Regions from separate parts of the Ovis aries genome. Here region 2 is linked to region 1. Evidence: chromatin contacts called from public Hi-C data. All regions are on one chromosome and are shown on one strand. Each heading gives the region's core, a stretch centred on a gene start, on an enhancer-like site or on the middle of the called end of the contact. The rest is flanking DNA. Distances are from core to core; before and after follow the strand shown. Region 1 holds the start of GMIP (GEM interacting protein). Region 2 has its middle 23 kb from the start of CILP2.

Region 1 (4,126 bases), core at 1,430-3,929:
TTTTCTGCTGGGCCAGTGTCTCCATGGCCAGGGTTGCTAGGCTGAGGTCGTGCTCCAGAAACAGGAGGTAGATATATTGCAGTGACATTTGGCTCTGGGGGAGGGGAGAGACAGCTTGTGTTAGAGGATGCTGAGGATCTAGGGGGGGCCCAGCTGGGATTCTGGAGGGGTTGGGCTCTGGGGGCCAGTGTCTGCTCAGGGCTACCTGCTGCTGGACTGACACCTTGCCAGCCTCGGCAATCTTCATAATGCTTTTGGCAAACTCCAGCTCTGGGGGTAGACAGCAGGGGTCTGAGTCAGGCAGGGTGTGAGTACACCAGGGTCCAGTGCAGGGCCTGAGACTGGGCCCAGGAAGCCCTCACCATAGCTGGCTCTCTTCTCAGTCCAGGCCAGCAGCTCCTTGACGTAGCGGCTCCAGGTCTTGGCATACTCCAGGGCTGCATCCACGCCCCCCTTGGTTCGGATGAGCCGCAAGTCCAGTTCCTCCCCTGGGGCAGATGGGGGGACCTCTGAAGCTTCCCTGAGCCCTCAGACCAGACCAGTGAACCCTGTTCTACATGCCATGGCTTCCCCAAACACTCCTTGCTTTTACTTATCCAGGTTGCTATCTTACGCTGATTCTCTGCTGAGACTGGGGCTCCCTGAGGACAGGGGCTCACGCCTGTTGTGTGCACTGCCATGCCCCTGGTGCATGGAACAGGCAGTTGGTGATGAAGGACTCCTTTCTGCCCCCACGCTTCTGGCCCCAGAGCCCCCTACCTGTAAGGGGTGCAGGATCCTCTGGGGAGGGGCCACTCCAGCGGCTGGTTTCACTGGTCTGAGGGGTGGGGGGAGACAGCATTCAGCAACACGCAGTGCAAGCGCCCCACCTTCCTCAGTCTCTCCTCTGAGGCCCCTCCTCCCTGTCCCCTGGGTTCCATCTCTCACCAAAGTGGCTGTGGGTTTCTTGTCAGGTTCCAGGTCTCCTGAAATCACAGGGTCTCCAGCCAGCATCTCAAGAGTCCTGGGAGGTCAGGGAGTCAGGATGCCACCCTCCACCGAGTCTGTCCCACCTAGGGTGCTGGGGACCCCAGGGAAGTTTGGGGATGGTCCTAGATATCACCTCTGTGACATCTGTCATATCTGGGTCCTGAGGGATGGGACTTTAGGGAGGGAAGTGAGCTTTTTTTAAATGAAATTTGAGATATAATTTGAAGGATCCTGAGTAACTTTGGGCTTTAGAGTAGGATTATAAAGCTCTCCAATGTTTTAAGGAGTCACAAGCGTCACGAGAAGGATACGTGGGGGCCCTAGGATCACTCTGGGGGTTGCTGGTGGATTTAGGGGGTTGAATTTGGGGATATTCAGATGTGTTGAGGGCCCTCTCTTAGGCTTCTTGGGTTATTAGGTAAGTGCATCCAGAAGCTGCAGGTTCCTAATGGGGCTTAGGGACCCTAAATGGTTAGGGATTTAGGGGTTCTGGCAGAATTTGGGGTGACTCAGGCTCAGACTCACACGTTCCCCAGTGAGATCTCGAGGTTGTCCAGGCTTCGGAAGATGTCACTGTACCTCTTCCTGCTCTCAGGAGCCGGGGGTAACCCTTGGAGAGGGGAGTATCACACATAGGCCAACAGAAGCCTCTCTCCACCCACTGCACCTTGGCAGGGCGGTGTGGTGTGTGTGTGGGGGTGGGGGTGGGTAGGTGGGGTGGGAGGAGGGAAAGAGAAAGGAAAGAGAAAGAGAGAGAGAGAGAGAGAGAGAGAGAGAGAGAGAGTTCTGGTCCCATGGGGCATGCAGGATGGTGTGGGTGTTTGGGCTGGGATGGCGGGAGTGTGGGCTTGGGTGGAGCCCGACTCAGGACAGGCAGATGGACTCAGGCGCAACCCAACACAGAGCATTGCTTGGAGAAGCAGAGACACCCACACATGCATGGGCCTAGAACCAAAGTGACAAAACAGATGTCCTAGATACAGCCGCACTGTCTCCAGGGACAGAGACAGCTTGACAATGGAGCCACACGGACCTCAGGCCAGGCAGATGGAAATACACGTGGGACAGACCAGCACAGGGCCCGCGGCAGAAACACACACGGGCAGATTGAAACCCGGAGAGGCATAAAGACCAAATGACACTCGATATGCAAATCAGAGACACAAAGACTGGCGGAAACAAAGTCGGACCTCGCCACGTTTCTGCTGCAGGCACCCCTTCTAGGGGGCGCAGATCAGCATGTTCCCCTCCCTGGGCAATGGAGTAGCTGGGTGGGGATCCTGCCGCGTTGCCCTCTCCATCAGCAGTCGTGACACCCTGCCCCCATCACAAATATCAGAAGCAGAAGCGGCCACTTCCCCTTCCTGGGCCCCCTCCCCCAGACATCCGGGGTGAACTCTTACGGGGGAGGGGGTCAGGGGCTGGTGTCCCGGGCCCCCTCTCAGCTTGGGAGTCCCCACAGTGGAGAATCCCGCGTCCTCCCCATTCAGGAACTCCTCTCCCAGCTCTCCGGACAGAGAGGGGCAGGAGGGGACCCTCACTGATTTAGGAAGTAGGATACGGTCGGGAGAGGCCCCTCGAGGATCACGAGTCCCGGACCGCCTACCCGGCTCTGTTGAGTCCATGCTCCGGCCCTAGGGTCGCTCGGCTAGGACGGGGACTGGGATGGAATCGCGCGCCGGCGCCGCCGGGGCCAAGCCCCGGTTTCCTGCCTCAGCCGCCGCTGCCGGGGTTCCGCGCGGCCCCGCCTCGCGAAGGCCCCGCCCCAACCACGCCCCTGCTGCTAGGCCACACCCTCCAGGCAAAGACGCGCGGACCACGCCCCCTGCCGCAGCGGCCGCGGGTGCACTCAGGACTTCCTGGGTGACCGGCCGAAACGACCCCATCCCGGCTAGGGTTTCCTCTTCCCAGATCTTTGTGGGGCCCCCTAACCCCAGCATATTCCCCTTACACTGAGCCCACACAGTCTGCCTGGCCAGAGGAGCCTGTCCCAAACTTTTCCCGTTCTACGACCCAGTGACACCCCTGCCCAGAAGTCTCTTGGAACTCAGTGGGAGCCCCCTGGTGGTGGTCTGATGTTCTGCCCCATTCCGGTTGAATCTGAAGTCCCCAAAAGCCGAACGCCGAAGAACTGATGCTTTTAAACTGTGGTGTTGAAGACTCTTGACAGTCCCTTGGACTGCAAGGAGATCAAACCAGTTCAGCCTAAAGGAAATCAGTCCTGAATATTCACTGGAAGGACTGATGCTGAAGCTGAAACCCCAATACTTTGGCCACCTGATGCGAAGAACTGATTCATTGGAAAAGACCCTGTTGCTGGGAAAGATTAGAGGCGGGAGGTGAAGGGGACGCCAGAAGATGAGATAGTTGGATGGCATCACCAACTCGATGGACATGAGTTTGACCAAGCTCCCAGAGTTGGTGATGGACAGGGAAGGTGCAGTCCATGGGGTCCACAAAGAGTCGGACACAACTTGAGCGACTGAACTGACTGAACACAGCAGTCCTCAGTCTTTTTGTCACCAGGGACCGGTTTTCTGGAAGACAGTTTTCCCATGAATAGGGGCGGTCGGAGCAGGGCTATGGTTTCAGGATGATTGGAGAGCATCACGTTTATTGTGCACTTTATTTCATTATTACATTGTGATACACAATAAAATATGTATACATCTCACCATAATGCAAATCAGTGAGAGCCCCGAGCTTGTTTTCCTGCAGCTGGAAGGTCCTATCTGGGGTTGATGGGGGACAATGACATCTGAAGTGTGTTGCTTATGTCCGGTCTACTCTGGGATCTCGTTCTGGTTGCTGTCACTGCAGAAAACCCTGCTTCACAAAGATGAGATGGAATGGAAGTGGAAATGGAAGCAGGATTTTCAGGGCTTTTGTGGCAATCGCTGGATAGTCTGCTTTGACTTTAATCCAGAACATGTGTGCGTGCTAAGTCGTTTCAGTTGTGTCGGACCTTATGGGCTATGGGCCACATTGTCCACGGGATCCTCCAGGCAAGAAGACTGGAATGGGTTACCAAGCCCTCCTCCAGGGGATCTTCCTGACCCAGGGATCGAACTGGTACCTCTTAAGTCTCCTGCGTTGGAGGCAGGTTCTTTACTACTAGCGCCACCAAGCCTGCAAGTGTTAGTTGCTCAGCTGTGTC
Region 2 (4,462 bases), core at 806-3,305, 85 kb before region 1:
AGAATATTAGCAGTTTTTCTGCCCAGACATCTGGCCAGAATGCCAGCCTTATCTGGGAGCTGGTGGAAATGCAGATTCCCAGGTTTGGCCTGGATCCAATGAACCAGAACCTCCATTTAAACCCATCTCTAGCCTAGACACCTCAGAGTAGCCCTCAAGACTCTGTGTCCAGCTGCTTGAAACCCTGCCCAGGTTACGGTGGCTTTTGTCTCAGAGGGTGGGGCTCTAAGCAGAGAGAGTGTGCCTTCCTGGGGCTCCCAACCAGGGGATGGAGATGAGATTCCATAGAACCTGGAGGTGTCCCCTCACCTCTCAGAGGCTGCCCAGGACATGGATTCCCAGTCTCCGTCTCCCAACAAACTGGCTCACAAAAAAAAGGTCTCTAAAAAACTACACAAATGGCATGCAAAAATATGCAAATCACACATGCATTTAATTCAAATAAAGCAAATCGTGCATATTATATGCAAACCACAAACACACATGCAAATATGAGAGGGAGAGTGCCCAAGTGAGGGTGGTCAGACACTTTGCAAGGGACACACTGAGCAGAATAGTGACAGCGGAGGTCCTGTTTCCTGCCCCGAGCCTGACCCTTTGTGTGGATCTGCCTTTGAACCCCACAGCTAGCAGGTAAGGGGTCTTCCATCCTGGGGTCCCTTGCCCGGGAGCAGCAGGTCTCCAGGCCTCCAGCTCTGTACTCTCTGCAGGGCCCTGGCGACCCCTGGTGGACGATGGTGGGAATCAGCGCCTGAATCGCCCACCCTCTCCTCCCTGAGCGGCGGCTTTCCAGATAGACCCTTCTCCAGTGCGCCTCCTCTCAGGTAAGATCCCGGATCACGTAGGCCAAGCCAAGCATTAGTGGGTGGGTGACAAGCAGAACTGACTGGGGCGTGGTCAGTGTTCCAAGGGCTCCTCCTCCTCTTCCTGCACAAGCCTCTTTTTGTTGTTGTTTAGTTGCTAAGCCGTGTCTGACCCTTGAGACCCCCACAAACTGTAGCCCACCAGGCCCTTAGGGATTTCTAGAATGCAGACTGCCCAAGGGTAGTCTGCACCAATCCCCGATCCTTGGTTCCTTCCCCAGTGGTCGTGGATGTGACCCGTGTCTCCTTCCAAAGCTATCTGGATACCTCATTTTAAAAAATGTACCAAATTGTTATCTTCCTATTCTTTACAGTAACACGTTGTGGAGAAAAACGGCTTCAGCTTTTTAATGGTTGTATACTATTCCACTACATGACTCAACCGCCTGATTTAAACAGTCCCTGTGCTTCGGGCTTAGTTATGCTGTCGTGTCTGACCCTTTGCGACCCCATGGATTGTAGCCCATCAGGCGCCTTTGTCCACGGGATTTCTTCCAGGCAAGAATACTGGAGTAGTTTGCCATTTCCTCCTCCAGGGGATCTTCCTAACCCAGGGGTCAAACCAGCATCTCTAGCGTCACAGGCAGATTACTGCTGAGTCATTGGGGAAGCTCCAAATAGTTCTCAACTGACAAATATTTCTTTTCCTTTTCTTGCAATTACAAAAAATGTAGCAGGAAGTGCATCATTTTGCAGGCATTTGCATGTTCCTGTAGGAAAATTATCAGCAGGCAAACTGCTGAGGGAGAGAGTGTGTGCATTTTTAATAATAATAGATTCTAGAAAATTGCCGTCTTGAGTCGCTGTACTGATGAGCAGTCTCCCCTGATCAGCTTTCAGGCTCAAGGCCTTGGGTCTGCCTACCTCTCTCCTAACTGGGGGCCTGGGGCACAGGTCACCAAGCCTCCGGGCCTCAACGTCCTCTCCATTGCATGCAGGCGCCATCAGCTCCCGCTCTGCCGGCAGGGCGATTCCTCTGAGCTCCTGTAATCCTTATAGTTCGATTACTGTCGTGTGGCCACATTTCAGGCATTTTTTGAGTAATGTAATATGAAATGTTAGTAAAGTGCGACTTTAGGTGAAGAATTTGAGGTAGGGAGTTTGCTCAAATTGAAACCCTCTAGGAGACCCAGCCGGAAGCTGGAGGCTAAACCAACCCAGAGCTGCTTTCACGCCATGGCCAGGAGAGGGGGCAAGTGAGCAGCGAGCGCTAGGGCCGCCGGGGACACAGAAGTTGCAACGTCGTCTGTTTCCCCTGGGACACCCCTGCAGGGTTTTCTCCAGCACCTGTGCTCTCCGCCTCCTCTCCAGGGTTCAGACGACCTCTCCTGGTGCATCCCACTTTCCCTTCCCTCAGGACCTGCCTGGCAGCTCTCCCCACACCTTGGGTGTTTCCCTCTCACACCCCACGGCCTCTGGCGACATTTTTGCTGCAAATGAGCTCAAGAGCTGACTGTGCTCTCTGCCTCTGAGTGCTTCTTGAACTGGTTTATGGCCCTGTGGTTCCACTGAGCCCATGTGGCTCAGTCCAGCCACGCTGGTGAGGCTTCACTTTCTGCTCCTGAGATCTGCCTTTCTGACTTGTGACATCCTCTCTTGATTTTTGTCAATTTGGCCTTGGAATGCGGAATGAAGCAGGGCAAAGGCTAATAGAGATTTGCCAAGAAAATGCACTGGTCATAGCAAACACCCTCTTCCAACAACACAAGAGAAGACTCTACACATGGACCTCACCAGATGGTCAACACCAAAATCAGATTGATTATGTTCTTTGCAGCCAAAGATGGAGAAGCTCTATACAGTCAACAAAAACAAGATCAGGAGCTGACTGTGGCTCAGATCATGAACTCCTTATTGCCAAATTCAGACTCAAATTGAACAAAGTAGGGAAAACCACTAGACCATTCAGGTATGATCTAAATCAAATCCCTTATGATTATACAGTGGAAGTGAGAAATAGATTTAAGGGACTAGATCTGATAGAAAGAGTGCCTGATGAGCTATGGAATGAGGTTCGTGACGTTGTACAGGAGACAGGGATCAAGACCATCCTCATGGAAAAGAAATGCAAAAAAGCAAAATGGCTGTCTGGGGAGGCCTTACAAATAGCTGTGAAAAGAAGAGAAGCGAAAAGCAAAGGAGAAAAGGAAAGATATAAGCATCTGAATGCAGAATTCCAGAGAATAGCAAGACGAGATAAGAAAGCCTTCTTCAGCGATCAATGCAAAGAAATGGAGGAAAAGAACAGAATGGGAAAGACTAGAGATCTCTTCAAGAAAATTAGAGATACCAAGGGAACATTTCATGCAAAGATGGGCTCGATAAAGGACAGAAATGGTATGGACCTAACAGAAGCAGAAGATATTAAGAAGAGGTGGCAAGAATACACAGAAGAACTGTACAAAAAAGATCTTCACGACCAAGATAATCACGATGGTGTGATCACTCATCTAGAGCCAGACATCCTGGAATGTGAAGTCAAGTGGGCCTTAGAAAGCATCACTACGAACAAAGCTAGTGGAGGTGATGGAATTCCAGTTGAGCTGTTTCAAATCCTGAAAGATGATGCTGTGAAAGTGCTGCACTCAATATGCCAGCAAATTTGGAAAACTCAGCAATGGACACAGGACTGGAAAAGGTCAGTTTTCATTCCAATTCCAAAGAAAGGCAATGCCAAAGAATGCTCAAACTACCGCACAATTGCACTCATCTCACATGCTGATAAAGTAATGCTCAAAATTCTGCAAGCCAGGCTTCAGCAATACGTGAACCGTGAACTTCCTAATGTTCAAGCTGGTTTTAGAAAAGGCAGAGGAACCAGAGATCAAATTGCCAACATCTGCTGGGTCGTCAAAAAAGCAACAGAGTTCCAGAAAAACATGTATTTTTGCTTTATTGACTATGCCAAAGCCTTTGACTGTGTGGATCACAATAAACTGTGGAAAATTCTGAAAGAGATGGGAATACCAGACCACTTGACCTGCCTCTTGAGAAATCTGTATGCAGGTCAGGATGCAACAGTTAGAACTGGACATTGAACAGACAGGTTCCAAATAGGAAAAGGAGTACATCAAGGCTGTATATTGCCACCCTGCTTATTTAACTTCTATGCAGAGTACATCATGAGAAATGCTGGACTGGAAGAAGCACAAGCTGGAATCAAGATTTCTGGGAGAAATATCAACAACCTCAGATATGCAGATGACACCACCCTTATGGCCGAAAGTGAAGAGGAACTAAAAAGCCTCTTGATGAAAGTGAAAGAAGAGAGTGGAAAAGTTGGCTTAAAGCTCAACATTCAGAAAACGAAGATCATGGCATCCGGTCCCATCACTTCATGGGATATATATGGGGAAACAATAGAAACAGTGTCAGACTTTATTTTTTTGGACTCCAAAATCACTGCAGATGGTGACTGCAGCCATGAAATTAAAAGACGCTTACTCCTTGGAAGAAAAGTTATGACCAACCTAGATAGCATATTCAAAAGCAGAGACATTACTTTTCCGACTAAGGTCTGTCTAGTCAAGGCTATGGTTTTTCCAGTAGTCACGTATGGATATGGAGAGTTGGACTGTGAAGAGGGCTGAGCGCCGAAG

Evidence for each region. Hi-C and Micro-C count contacts between places; a contact is called where the count stands out from the background.
Region 2: a contact with region 1 is called in a Hi-C map of liver, with 2.3 times the contacts expected there. The contact joins the enhancer-like site here to the promoter of GMIP in region 1. A contact is called at or near these places in 5 of 16 Hi-C or Micro-C datasets (blood, hypothalamus and liver).

Annotation. Positions count from the first base shown.
Region 1 is chr5:3,501,966-3,506,091 of ARS-UI_Ramb_v3.0, reverse strand. GMIP (GEM interacting protein) reads right to left here and starts at 2,679. Exons shown (of 20, transcript XM_042249561.1): 1 at 2,576-2,679; 2 at 1,497-1,630; 3 at 928-1,003; 4 at 760-817; 5 at 363-488; 6 at 206-270; 7 at 1-94. The coding sequence starts at 1,603. It overlaps ATP13A1 (ATPase 13A1), which reads right to left. Exons shown (of 26, transcript XM_027969333.3): 26 at 3,577-4,126.
Region 2 is chr5:3,586,079-3,590,540 of ARS-UI_Ramb_v3.0, reverse strand. No RefSeq gene overlaps it. Among named protein-coding and RNA genes, the nearest start is that of CILP2, 23 kb to the left of the region's middle. Within about 2 kb of position 2,055, at least 3 of the 54 cell types and tissues checked have an H3K27ac peak or open chromatin away from gene starts, as enhancers often do. A contact at or near this core is called in liver, where this site is marked.